Regions from separate parts of the Cricetulus griseus genome. Here region 2 is linked to region 1. A link is a contact called in public Micro-C data. All regions are on one chromosome and are shown on one strand. Each heading gives the region's core, a stretch centred on a gene start, on an enhancer-like site or on the middle of the called end of the contact. The rest is flanking DNA. Distances are from core to core; before and after follow the strand shown. Region 1 holds the start of Frmd6 (FERM domain-containing protein 6). Region 2 has its middle 120 kb from the start of Frmd6.

Evidence for each region. A called contact is a pair of places that touch in the nucleus more often than the background predicts.
Region 2: a contact with region 1 is called in a Micro-C map of the CHO-K1 cell line, with 2.4 times the contacts expected there. The contact joins the enhancer-like site here to the promoter of Frmd6 in region 1. A contact is called at or near these places in 2 of 8 Hi-C or Micro-C datasets (the CHO-K1 cell line and fibroblasts).

What each region holds. Positions count from the first base shown.
Region 1 is chr5:132,550,275-132,556,337 of CriGri-PICRH-1.0, reverse strand. Frmd6 (FERM domain-containing protein 6) reads left to right here and starts at 2,890. Exons shown (of 14, transcript XM_035445933.1): 1 at 2,890-2,914.
Region 2 is chr5:132,665,447-132,671,449 of CriGri-PICRH-1.0, reverse strand. No RefSeq gene overlaps it. Among named protein-coding and RNA genes, the nearest start is that of Frmd6, 120 kb to the right of the region's middle. Within about 2 kb of position 2,524, at least 3 of the 6 cell types and tissues checked have open chromatin away from gene starts, as enhancers often do. A contact at or near this core is called in the CHO-K1 cell line and fibroblasts, where this site is marked.

The DNA.
Region 1 (6,063 bases), core at 1,641-4,140:
GCTCTCTCAGCACTCAGTAGTCACAGAAAAGAGAATTACTACAAGTTGAGGCCGGTCAGGAATACACAGCAAGATCTTGTAAAACAAAGGAGCAAGTAAACACTAATACTACAAGCCCGTTCACTTTCTAGAGTAAGCTATACGGTTATCATGCTGTAAGAGCAAGGCATGCTTCTGGATATTGCCTCATTCTGTGACCGTATGTGAGACCTTACAGCCCCTGACCCCAGGATTTCTTCACTTAGTGCGGGGTATTAAAAATGATCCAAAGCCAAGATTATATATATATATAGTTCAGACCTTACACAGTCATTGCTAGTTTTTTAAAGTCCCCAGATGATCCCAATATGCTGCAGGCTTGAGAAGGACTGCCTTAACAAACTGGTTCCCAGGCAAACTTCTGTTCCTTCTTCCCTCTCGGTCCCAGGAGATGTCTCGTGTTCTCCCTGATGGTTCCAGGCCTTTGTACTATTCCTCCAGAGTAACTCTTCCCCAGCACTGAGGATGTTGGAACCGTTAGGTTTTTCTGCCTGCTCTCCCAGTCTACTCTAAGATTCAGGAGTGAATTTTTATCATTGAATCCCAGGGCTAACCCTATGCCCCAGTGTTGGGAGTACTTAATACACCCATGGAACAGATCCAAAGAAAAACAAAACTAAAAATGTATCATGCTGATTTTTAAGTGCTTTGGAAAAAGTAACAATTTAAGATGCTCAGAATGTGTCACTGGTGAAGCATTCCACTTTAGAGAAACATCTCCTTGTACCAGTGAAAATAAACTAGATCTCCATCTCAAAGGAGAAAACCAGACTACACCCAGAACTGCATTCCTCACTGTAACAAGCATATTAAAAACCATATCCCGTGATAAGAAATGTGTCCTTTCTCAGTCCCCTTTCTATCCTTAGTGGATTGTGTGTTGCTTCCAGGGCAACTCTTCTGGCATTTTATGTTGCAGGGATTTATAAAACTGATTTACAAAGTCTGAAGTAGTTTACAAAATTTATCATGTAAGAGTGTGATTACTGTGTGGTTCACGCTGTTAATATGGCCATTACAATTCAGAAAAAAAAATTCACATATTAAGTCTTACCACAATCTAATCCTGGACAATAAATTCAATCTTAAACATTTTAAAGCTTTTTAGAATATTTTGCTCTTTTGGTTACCTAATTGTTTCAATAGTTGCAGTTAAGTTTCACAATCTAGCAGTATGTTGTTGTTTTTTTCTCTGATGGATTTTAATATATGAAACCTGAAAATAAATCATATTTAGGAACTCTTTTCCAAAACAGTAATATGTTTCTCATTTATCATATACAATAAATGCTGGTTTATCTCATTAAATACCAAATAAATTATTACTAATACCCAACAAGTACCCATCCTTCGTAAGTATAAAAAGTGAGATAAAAGGTCTTTTGCTCCCATGCTCATGGAGAAGCCAGAGGCAACCTCTAGGAGTTGGTTTTCCCCTTCCAGCAGGTGGGTCCTGTAGTCAGACTTGGGCACCAGTGCCTTTTAACTCATAAGCCACTTCTCTGACCCGTTATCTACTTTAAACACAATACAAGACATCAACAATTCACTACTGTTAACTAGTATTTTTTATTAATATGACAGTGAAAGGCTTTTTATTGAAACACACTTTGGTTTTGCTTTCCATAAACAAGCCACAACTGTAAGCTCTGAGAGTGATTTTCCTAGGAACTGCCTGAGAAAAAGGTATGCGATCACAATGCTTAATATTCATGCTCTCCAAACAGGAAAGGCTTTTGAGGGGGTGTACTGTTTAGTCTTTATGTCAACTTGACACAAGCTAGTCATTTGGGAAGAACACGGAACCTCAACTGAGAAAATGCCCCTGACCACATTGGCCTTTGGTGCATTTTATTAATTGATGGCTGATGTCAGAGGGCACAGCTCACATGTGTGCCACCCCTGGGTTGATGGTCCTGGTTACTTTAAGGAAGCAAGTTGAGCCAAGCCAGTAAGCAACACTTATCCAAGCCCTGACACCGGGTTTCTGCACCGAGTTCCTGCACTGACGTTCTTCGGTGACAAAGTGTGTGGCCTGAGAGTTGTAAGCTGAAATAAATCCTTTGTTTTTGGTCATGGTGTTTAATCACAGAAATAGAAATCCTAAGACAGAAGCTGTCTCAAGCATCTGTAAGGAACCCTAAATTAGACCACCTTTGGCTATTCAAACAATCACACAGATAAGGAACGTCGTCTATTCAGTCAATAACAGATAGCTTTATATAGCTATGTATGGATCGGGAAAAAAAAGGACGAGTTCAAAGCTTCTTCTGCCCAGTATCAAGTATTCTTTCTCGGGTCTCTGCACCTACCTGGCAAAGCCAGACACACAGACCGCCCCCTCATTAGAGCAGCAACGCCCACAGAACACAAAACAGTGTGTAGTTCTGTGGGTGGCAAGCCTCATGGCCAGTTGGGGTCGCTCTCCCTACCCTGCCAGTCTCCGCTGCAGGTCCAAATGGGTGCAAAATAGACAAGTGGACTTCACTTCTCCACCTGACGACTAAAGGAGCCAAGGAAACCTCCACGCTCTACTGGGGTCTTTAGGGCTAATGAAATCATTTCTTGCTGCCTTTTGTACCACTCGCGGCCGCGCGGGCCACCTTCACCTAGGGCAAACATCGGTTTTTTTTGAGGGCCATAGGCAGAGGCTGTGTCAACCTGGAGAGACAGACTGAGCGGGGGCGGATGGGTTTGGGCCGCGCCCACATCCTGAATGCAGGATAAAGCTGTGAAGGGCGAGGTGGGAGCGGGACAGGAGGGGACCGAGGAGTCACGAAGCCTCCTCCACTGGGGGGCCGCCTCCTCTCGGAGTGGCCGCCCCTGTTTGTTCCGAATTATCGAGCGGGAACTCAGGTCAAACAGCCACCCACAGGTAACCCGTCTAGGCCTACTAGGGTGCGGCAAGGGGGCTGGAGGTGCGGGGGCAGAGTGGAGAAGTGGACCATTCAGACGGAGGGGGGAGCAGACAGTCTACCCTCGCGCCCTGGCCTCCGTCGCACCGGGAAAAGGCATGCAAAACCAGAGTCCACTCTATGCATTCCATTTGAGCCTGGCTTGGTTATCCGGGGATCAGAAGAGAGACGGCTGTCGCCGGCATTCCTTCACCCCCCAGGCAGCTTCACCCCTCCCTGGGATTGTTGGTTAGGTCCGGGGCGGATTGGGGATGGGAGGGCAGCGCTCCACGTGCGGCCGCGATCCCTAGCTCTAGGCTTCTTCCGCTGCTCCTCCTCGGTTTCCAACTCGGGGAGGGGCGGGACCTCTGGCAGGGAGGGGCGTGTCTTAGGCGGGGCGTGGGCGTGGGCTCGAGGGGGCGGAGCGGAAGGCGGGGGCGGGAGGCGGGGCAGCCGCAGCGTTGGTCTGGCGGCGGCAGAAGGACTGCGAGCAGCGAGAAGGCTCGGCGCCGCTGGAGCAGACGCCGGTTCCGAGGCGGACGCCTGGCGCTGGCGACTTTGGAGGTACGCGCGGGAGCGGGAGCGGGCGCGGGCCTGCTGGCCCCCTTTCTGGGACGGTGCACCCCGGCCGCCGCTGTGCCCCCTGCTGGTCTAAAGTGCGATTCCCGGCAGTGCCGCTCTCGGCGTCTTTCTTTTCTCTCACGGGCTCTCTGGGCGTCGGGCACCGGGCGGGCAAGTCGCCTCTCCGCGAGTCGGAGCTCGCCCAGGCTGGGGCCCCGGGGCAGCCGCGGCCGTGAGGGAGGCGCGGAGCTGGGGGTGCCGGGCGCTGCGATCCTGCGCCCCGAACTCCGAGACCCCGGTTCGTGGGGTGCCTGCTTGTGGCGCCCCGTCTGACTAGCTGGGACCAGTCATGAGCCGGGTGTTCGAGCGCTGTGCGGTATTGCCTGTTGTGTGCGCAGGCCGGGCAGCTGGCTTCGGGAAGGCAGCACCCCAGTGCGGTCGTCCGGTGTCCCCGCAATTGCCTAGTGTGGGAAGCCCCTGAAGGGGGCCTCAGGGATACACGGGTTGGGGGTGAGGCCTGCAGAATTTGGGTTTCTGGAGGAACTTAACACCGCCAGGCAAAGGAGACCACTAGCCTCTTCTCTGGGAAGGCGGAGATGTGGACAGCTGGGGGCCACCCCTGTGAGGTCTACAGGACTAAAACAACACTTAGAGTTCCAGGATGGCTTATAGCCTAATGGTGGGGCGCTTTCTTAAAGGCAGGGATAGATGGAAAGCTGTCAAAACAAGCACATTTAAAGTTGAAATAAAAGCTGGCACCGTTTTTCAGACCGTGCAGTTGTGCGGCTGGTATCGGAAGAAATATTACCTCATTGGCCCCCTTACACCTTTTTTGGTTTTGTTTATTTATTTATTTAAGCAGCCAGTCTGTTTTGCTAGCATTGCCCTCGGGAGCTGTGTAGTGCCCACAGCGGGGAAAGAAAACTTACGCAAGGGTTCTAGGCACTTCTGAATGTGGAGGGAAAGTGTACCTTGCCGGATTTTCCACGCATGATTCCCTCCTTTCTTTGGACCTGGTGATGTTTGTTTACTGGTTCTAAGCATCTACTTACATTTAGTTTTTGCACAAAATACCCTCAGTTGCCACAGGGTGTAGTTTGGGGATTAGAGAATGCTTTTGGAGAAAGCTGCTAGTGGCTTCATTTTCCAAGAATGTAAGTCATTTCCTTTCTGTGGTTTCAGGGAGTTGATATTTCACAGCATCAAAACTCGGTGGGGAAATTTTTCCGTAATACATCTGTCATTTAAAAGGCTTGTGACTTTTGGGTTTTTCTTCTTAATAACAGTGCATAAATTTAGGCCCAGCTTTGTTAAAGGAACAAGAAGGTTTTTTTTGGTTTTCCTTATCCGGAATCTAGAATATTGAGACTGCTGTAGAAAGTTTTAACAACCAAGACCTACAAATGGCTTGCAGGATGGAGAATGGGGGAGGGGAAGAGAGCTGGAAGGGCAGTGAAACAGATGCCTTTTGCTCCTTTGTACTAAAACTTCTAGCACCTAATCATTTTCCTTGGGTGTAGTTTTGAAAAATGACAGATTTCTGTTGAAAATGAGAATACTCCACAATTGGAGATAGTTGACATTGAAATGTGGGGGGTTTTTTTTTGGGGGGTTATGTTTGTAAATATACTGACTTCATATTTCCTAGTAGGATTATTAGATAGAGGGAGATTGCAGGGGATATCCCATATCAAGTTATCTGCAGGATATCTTCTCCAAAAAGTTAAATTCTTCCCCCACCGGTTTTGAGTTGCTTGCGGAATACCTGTGATCTCACACTGTTGGGCCACACTAATGGGCAATTCTGGCAGGGCTCAAAACATTTTGGCACAGGAAATCTTTCTGTCTTCTTCATCCCTTCCTGTTGGGGGCTAACCAGTAAGACACCAGCTTCAAGTACACAATCTTAGCATGGAGAATTAAGGTAGCCCTAGTTTTACAGGAAAATGCCTTGAAAGCATCCTGAGCAGGCGTGAGCCCTGCCTTTAAGACAACATGCCAGTGTGCTATATAGGTTTTAAAAAATCTGTCATTCAACTGGGCTGGCTGAATTGGGGGCTGTTGTAGACTATTCCACATTTAACTATGCTTATTGAGCTTTTGGCTTTCAGAACTTATGACATAATGGGAATGCAAGTTTCAAATAGATTGTTTTTGACTGAGCCGTCAGGTTTAAGTTTTGTGTAAATGACTCCTGCCTCACAGCCAACTCTCTGATAAAGGAATTCTTTGTAGTTTTCAACTTGGATGTTATACATTTTGATTTCTAAAGCTCTCTCTGTGTGTGTGTGTGTGTGTGTGTGTTTAAAGTGAAACCTGCAAACAATTATTTTATTACATGAAAGCCAGTACCAAGAAAAGATTAATTCAATCCAGATGTAAAAATGTATGTGAATTTTAGATTTGGATGATCTCAACAAGTTTCCCTTTTGTTGATGACGCTGCCTGGATCCCAGATGGCATCCACAAATTATCCCATAGGCCCGTTTCTGAGTTGAGAACCACATTTCATTGGCTTCTTCCAAAGTCACTTTAATGTTATTTTAAATCTCCAAAATAGAAAGCTTTC
Region 2 (6,003 bases), core at 1,275-3,774, 120 kb before region 1:
ATTTCAAGCAACCCTTGGTTCAAACAGTGTCTCTCCAGGATCATCCACATTTAACCATCAGCTCTTGGAAGCAGGGAAGGAGCCCAGAAGTCAGACTCTGAGCTCAGGAGCTGGACAGTCTTAGGTTTACACTGCTGGATTTGGGCAAACTGCATTAACTGTTCTCCACCATATATTCCTCTAGTGATAAACTGGAGTCCATCCCACCTGCTTCCAAGAGCTGATGGTTAAATGTGGATGATCCTGGAGAGACACTGTTTGAACTATGGGTTGCTTGAAATCCAAGGTGGAGCTTTTATACCACAGAATTAGGCAAATTTTACACATCAACAGTTCTTTTCCTGCCCCCAGAGCCAAGTTCACCACCACTCATGGCCTGCAAAGAAAGTTAAGGACAATAGGCTAGTTTATGTGAACCCTGCTGCCTAGTACAGTCCTCCTTTGTCTCCATGGGAGATGAGTTCCAGGATCCCCCAGGATACTAAAATCCATGGGTTTTCAACTTCCTAATACAAAATGATGCAATGTTTGCATATAATCTCTGCGTCGTCCTATACATACACTTCAGATCATCCCTGGTTCAAATATTATGCTGAATAAATTGTAGATAGTTGTTGCTTAGTATTGTTTAGGGAATAACAAAGAGAAAAACTCTGTACGTGTTCAATACAGATAGAAGAATTATTGCCCAGATATTTTTGAGCCTCCTCTGGCGAGTCTACCAGTGGGAACTTGTGGATATGAATGGTCTACTGTGCTGCCCATACAGAAAGCTTTCAATAAATGCTGCTCTGATAGCAAGAGTATTATTGCCATTAAAACAAATGCAAACAGCTATGTATTCGTCAAACTGATAAATCTAGACTTTTTTTTTTCTGCTTTTCTCCCATTTCACAATCTCTCCCTGACAACAAAGCAGGGAATATGTACACACACACACACAGACACACACACACACACACAAATAATAATAATAAGTAAATAAAAACAGAGGAGGTCTAATCAACTGATCTTACCATTCACTAATGTCAGATTAATATCTTAATCCTGGAAAAATATATGATGGGAGAGAGAAATAAAAAAATTTCCATTGTGAAAAAACTCAAACTCTTCTAAAGCTACCTAAACTGTTCATTGGACTGTGTTTTCTTTGAGATGGCATATTGACATTTTATTATAAACATCAATAACAAGATAATAAAATTTTTTGAATACTTGGTGGCAAAACGTGAAAATTCTAAGTTTCTATGACCAAAAAATAAAAATCAATTTCTGAACCCAAATTATCTTAAGTAAAAAGGGGACTTACTGGTTCATGGAAATTCCAGGACTAAAGGCAATTTTGAATATGTCTTTATGAAGACTCTTAGTAGGTGCTGAGTTTCTCTGCCTTCCATTAGGAAAACCCATCTCAAGTTTGTATGTAGCAGTTCACCAGGAAAAAGAAAATGGCTTTTTCCTGTAGTCCCTGCAATATTTCTAGGGTCCTTCTGCTTAAATTGGCATTGGCCACACACTTGACTCACGTTTGGAATCATAAGGCACCGGAAACTCACTGTACGAAAACTTGGGGGTGGGGCTAGTATAATAACACTGACAATAGGAAAGGCAGGGCTCCGGATGCAGCTTGATGGTGGTGAACCTGCCTAGCATTACCAAAGCCTTAGGCTGTGTCTCCAGCTCTACAGAGGAGGAGGAGATGAAAGGGATGCTACACAAAAACAAAAACAATTGTCCCTGGACGGCTACCGGTGGCAGCCCAGGCACATGCACACGTGTGGAGTATAAGCATGTGGTTTTCTCTTTGATCAAAGTTCTGACAAGACCTTCTGAGACTGTCTTCCAGCCCTGGGCACTTCTGATGCCATCAAAGACCTTAGTCATAAAAAAAAAAAAAATCAAAACTAGAGATAGTATCTGTACAGAGAACTGATTTTAAAAACTTGGGTAACAGAGGTCCAGAAAAATGATTCATAATGACAAAAAATATTCCAGTGCTTCAGACCAGGAAAATTTCACACTGAAAGAAATAGCAAAATATTCTTTGTACACCCTCGTTGCTTCTCTCCTTAACCAAGAACTAGAACCCCGTGGTGCAGGGAATACAGAAATTTTGGAAACACTAATGTTGTGAAAAGAGAAAGAGCCTATCTAAAAACAAAACTGCTGCATTATATAATAGTAACAAACCTGTTGGCATTTAGAAATTCCACAGAGTATTTGGCTGTCAATTTATTTTAGAATTTCATTCCAGGAAAGTCAGTCCTAACTCTGATGTTATGGAGAACCTAAAATATTTACACCAGTGTGCGGTTGGGGTGGAGCACAAAATTCTTTGCCCCAGAGTTAGGGCCTTTGACAGGTTACATAATTCTACCTCATGTGACACTGGGAGCTCTGTGCACCCCACTCTTTTCCAGGAAGTGGAGGCTTCCCAAGCCGGATGTCATGCTTATTCCTGATCCTCCCCAAGAAGCCACAAGCTTTGCTCCATGAGTCAGAGTTTAAATGCAGCCCTTTCTGGTTTATATCATATACACATTCTGTTACAGGCTTAGAGAGGCACTGGGTGATTCATAGCCCAGCCTGGTGTGTCCTAGCCAAACACATCTTTCCATCTGGCATTGTATATAGAGGACTCTATAGCGTTCATTTGCATGGCCCCATTTAAGGAAATCATTTTTTCCGTTCCCATGCAAACTTTATGTGTCCCATCCAAATGTATTTTTTTTAACAAACTTGTGATGCTCACTTACTTTTGTGATAGTTTCTTTATCGTTACCTGAAATATGATGCCCTGAATAATCTCATGATCATGCTAAAGGAACACCAAATATAAGAAGAATGGTTTTTTTGTTCTCAAAAGACACATATTTTTGGAGAGTGGCATAGTACCCACTCTTGAGATTAGGTAGATATTGGGACTCTGGGGTAGCCCTGAAAGAAATAACAAACAAATAAGCAAGCAAAAAACAGCCTTTCGTAAATAAATAGAATGGCATGCTAATCCAGACTGCCTAAACAATGTCATACAACATTCATGTTGACACGTGCAGAAATCTTAGGGAGGGGATGTGAGAACTATATGCTAATAAAAACAGTGGTAGGTACTCAAGGATTCATAGATCTTAGAAGTGAATTCCTATTATCTATAAAAGCATAATTAAACCTGCATCACCAGAGGACAGGCACCACTTAAAGTCAGAAAAAGAGGTTAAGGAGGTAACTCAGTAGGCTGAGAGCCTGTCACAGAGAAAGGAGACTTCAGTTCCTGGCACACCACAGAATACTCATCTGTTACCCCAAAAGAGAAAGGTAGACACAGGCAGCCAGCCAGCTTCAGAGGGAGACTGTTTTCAAACATATGGTGGAGAGACACCAGACATCAGTCTTTGGCCTCCACATGCACACACATACATACATTTGCATACACAGAAACAGATATATTCACATGTGATATACACAAGATAAATAAGCAGGCAGACAGACAGACAACAGGCAGTCAGGCAGACAGACAGGCAAGTAGACCGACAGACACACAGATAGACCAAATACAGAACAATTAAAAAGTCATTAGCAGAAAACAATTGAGAATGGTCATGATTGTTAAGCACTACAAGACATACAAACATAGCTGGAATTTGTCCTTGTTTTCTTCCTGGAACCTCTAAATTGGAAGGTTGACAATTTATTCTCAACCACCCAGAAGCTGTTAGGGACTCTGCAGCTTTCGGATATCGAAATTCATTGCAGGTGCCCCCAGAGGGTCTGCAAAACACAGCAGGCATGATCACAATGGATTCCTGACACGTCCTGGCAGGGTTAGGGAGATGAGCCCTGACCTTTCTCACTCCGAAGTGGTCTCATCTCAGTGCATTTCTGAAGCCACATTAAAGAATGTCTGAGATAAAAGTCTAGACTTAAACTCTCAACGTTTGGAAAGGCAAGTGTGGAAAAGATTGGAGAGATGAGGTCCCAGCTGAAGCACCTCTGGGAAGCTGTGTACTTAAAGTAGAAGAAAAGATAATTGGGGCTGGTTGAAGCTTGAATTGAAAAAGAGAGATTGAGATCAAAAGTTCAGAGTCGGACAGCTTCTTGATGCACTACAGGACTTGCCCTTCAGAGGAGGGTCTAAGGACCAGCAGCAGCAGCGTCACCTGGGGGGCAAATTAGCAATGTAGGATCTTGGACATATCGAATGAGATCTGCATTTTAGTGAGAACCCCAGGTTCTTGCACTCAAGTCAATATTTGAGGACCAGTGATGACACACACTCTTAGGAGGTAGAATCCATTTAGAGAGCTTATCATTCTGTCTCAGAGACATTAACTAGTTCAGTGTGGTGGCCAAACAGATCCAGACAGGAACAGGGCAATGCTGTTTTCTGCAGAACCTGTTCTGAAGGCAGTGAGTGCCCTGCCCCTCTACTGTTTGGATTCTCAGCAACTGACCCAGTTTATAGCATATTGGGATGGATGGATGGATGGATGGATGGATGGATGGATGGATGGATGGATGGGGAAATACAGGGGAGGGGGTCACTGTCTTCATGTGTTTTCTATTGCTATGGTAAAGACCATGACCAAAAGCAACTTGGAGATGGAAGAAATGGGGTATTTTATCTTATGGCTTACACTCTATCATGGAGGGAAGTCAGGCCAGGAACCTGGAGTCAGGAACTAAAGCAGAACCAAAGCCCATGGAGGAACACTGCATACTGGCTTGCTCCCCATGGCTTGCTCAGCTACCATTTTATATACCCAGGACCACCTACCTGCCCAGGAGTGGCACCACCCTCAGCCCTTCATGGAAGCCTCCTACATCAGTCATCAATCAAGAAAAATCTCCTACAGATTTGCCTACAGGCCAATCTGATGGAGGCATTTTCTCGTCTAAGGTTCCATTTTCCCAGGTAACTGTAGGTTGTGTCAAGTTGACAAAAACAAACAAACAAACAAAACTAACCAGCACAGGTACTCACCTGAAAGCAAAACAAAACTTGAAGAAACGAAAGCTAAAGTCAATTAAAGAGCAGGATTGGGTTTCAATATTACTTAGATAGGCTTATTTAATTTCATGATATAGTTGAATGCAAGTAATGCCTAAAGTCTTATTTTAGAAATTAATCATCTATTTCCAGCCCTCCAACAGCCAATGGGGCCAGGTCTATGGTGTGAATGGTCATGTATTTCAGAATAGAATAGCAAGCAAGGAACAGCTTGTCTTCTCTGAACTCATCTGTCCTTGTTGCCATGCCCTCTTTTGCTGGCTGTGTCCCATCTCTGCAGCTAGAATGCTCTCCTTTTAGAAGTGAGGACCACACCTGAAACATTGGCTCTCTTGCACCAGGCACACATTCACTGAACCAACATGATTCTGGTGCCAAACCCCTATCTGCTAATGCTGAGAGCCACAGGACAGCACGAAGAAATTTACCCTGGAGGACAATCTGTGCGCTCCCTCTCACCTCCAAATCACAAATCGCTTGGGGGAATGTAAAAGGTATCTGTTATTTGCACTCCTTGTATGGCACTCAGCATACTGTTTAAACTAGAGCCAATTGAAAGTGTATGAATATGGAGCAGCCCTCGCCTCTCTGACATTTTGATGGAAATGGCATTTGGGCTTGTATGTCCCCCACTCCCTCAAGATGCTTTTTCCCTTGACAAGTGAGCAGTGTCCATCTCACAGAAAATGATACTCTAGATCAAAACTCCTAAAAGGGCAGGGACCAGGCGGTACACCTCTGTAATCCTAGCACCCAGGAGGTAGAGGCAGAAGGAGTTGAAGGTCATCTTCTACCACTTTGAGAGTTTAAGGCTAGCCTAGGCTGCATGAGACCTGTCTCAAAATGAAACGAAGACACACCTACACCCCAAAACCCCTCTGGATTCCTAAAATGACATTTCAGCACTGTGTTGAAATCAGAAAACTTAGATCTGTAATCAGCTCTTTCATGCACTCTTTTTATGACCTTTTTATGACCTTGGTGATTTTCATGAT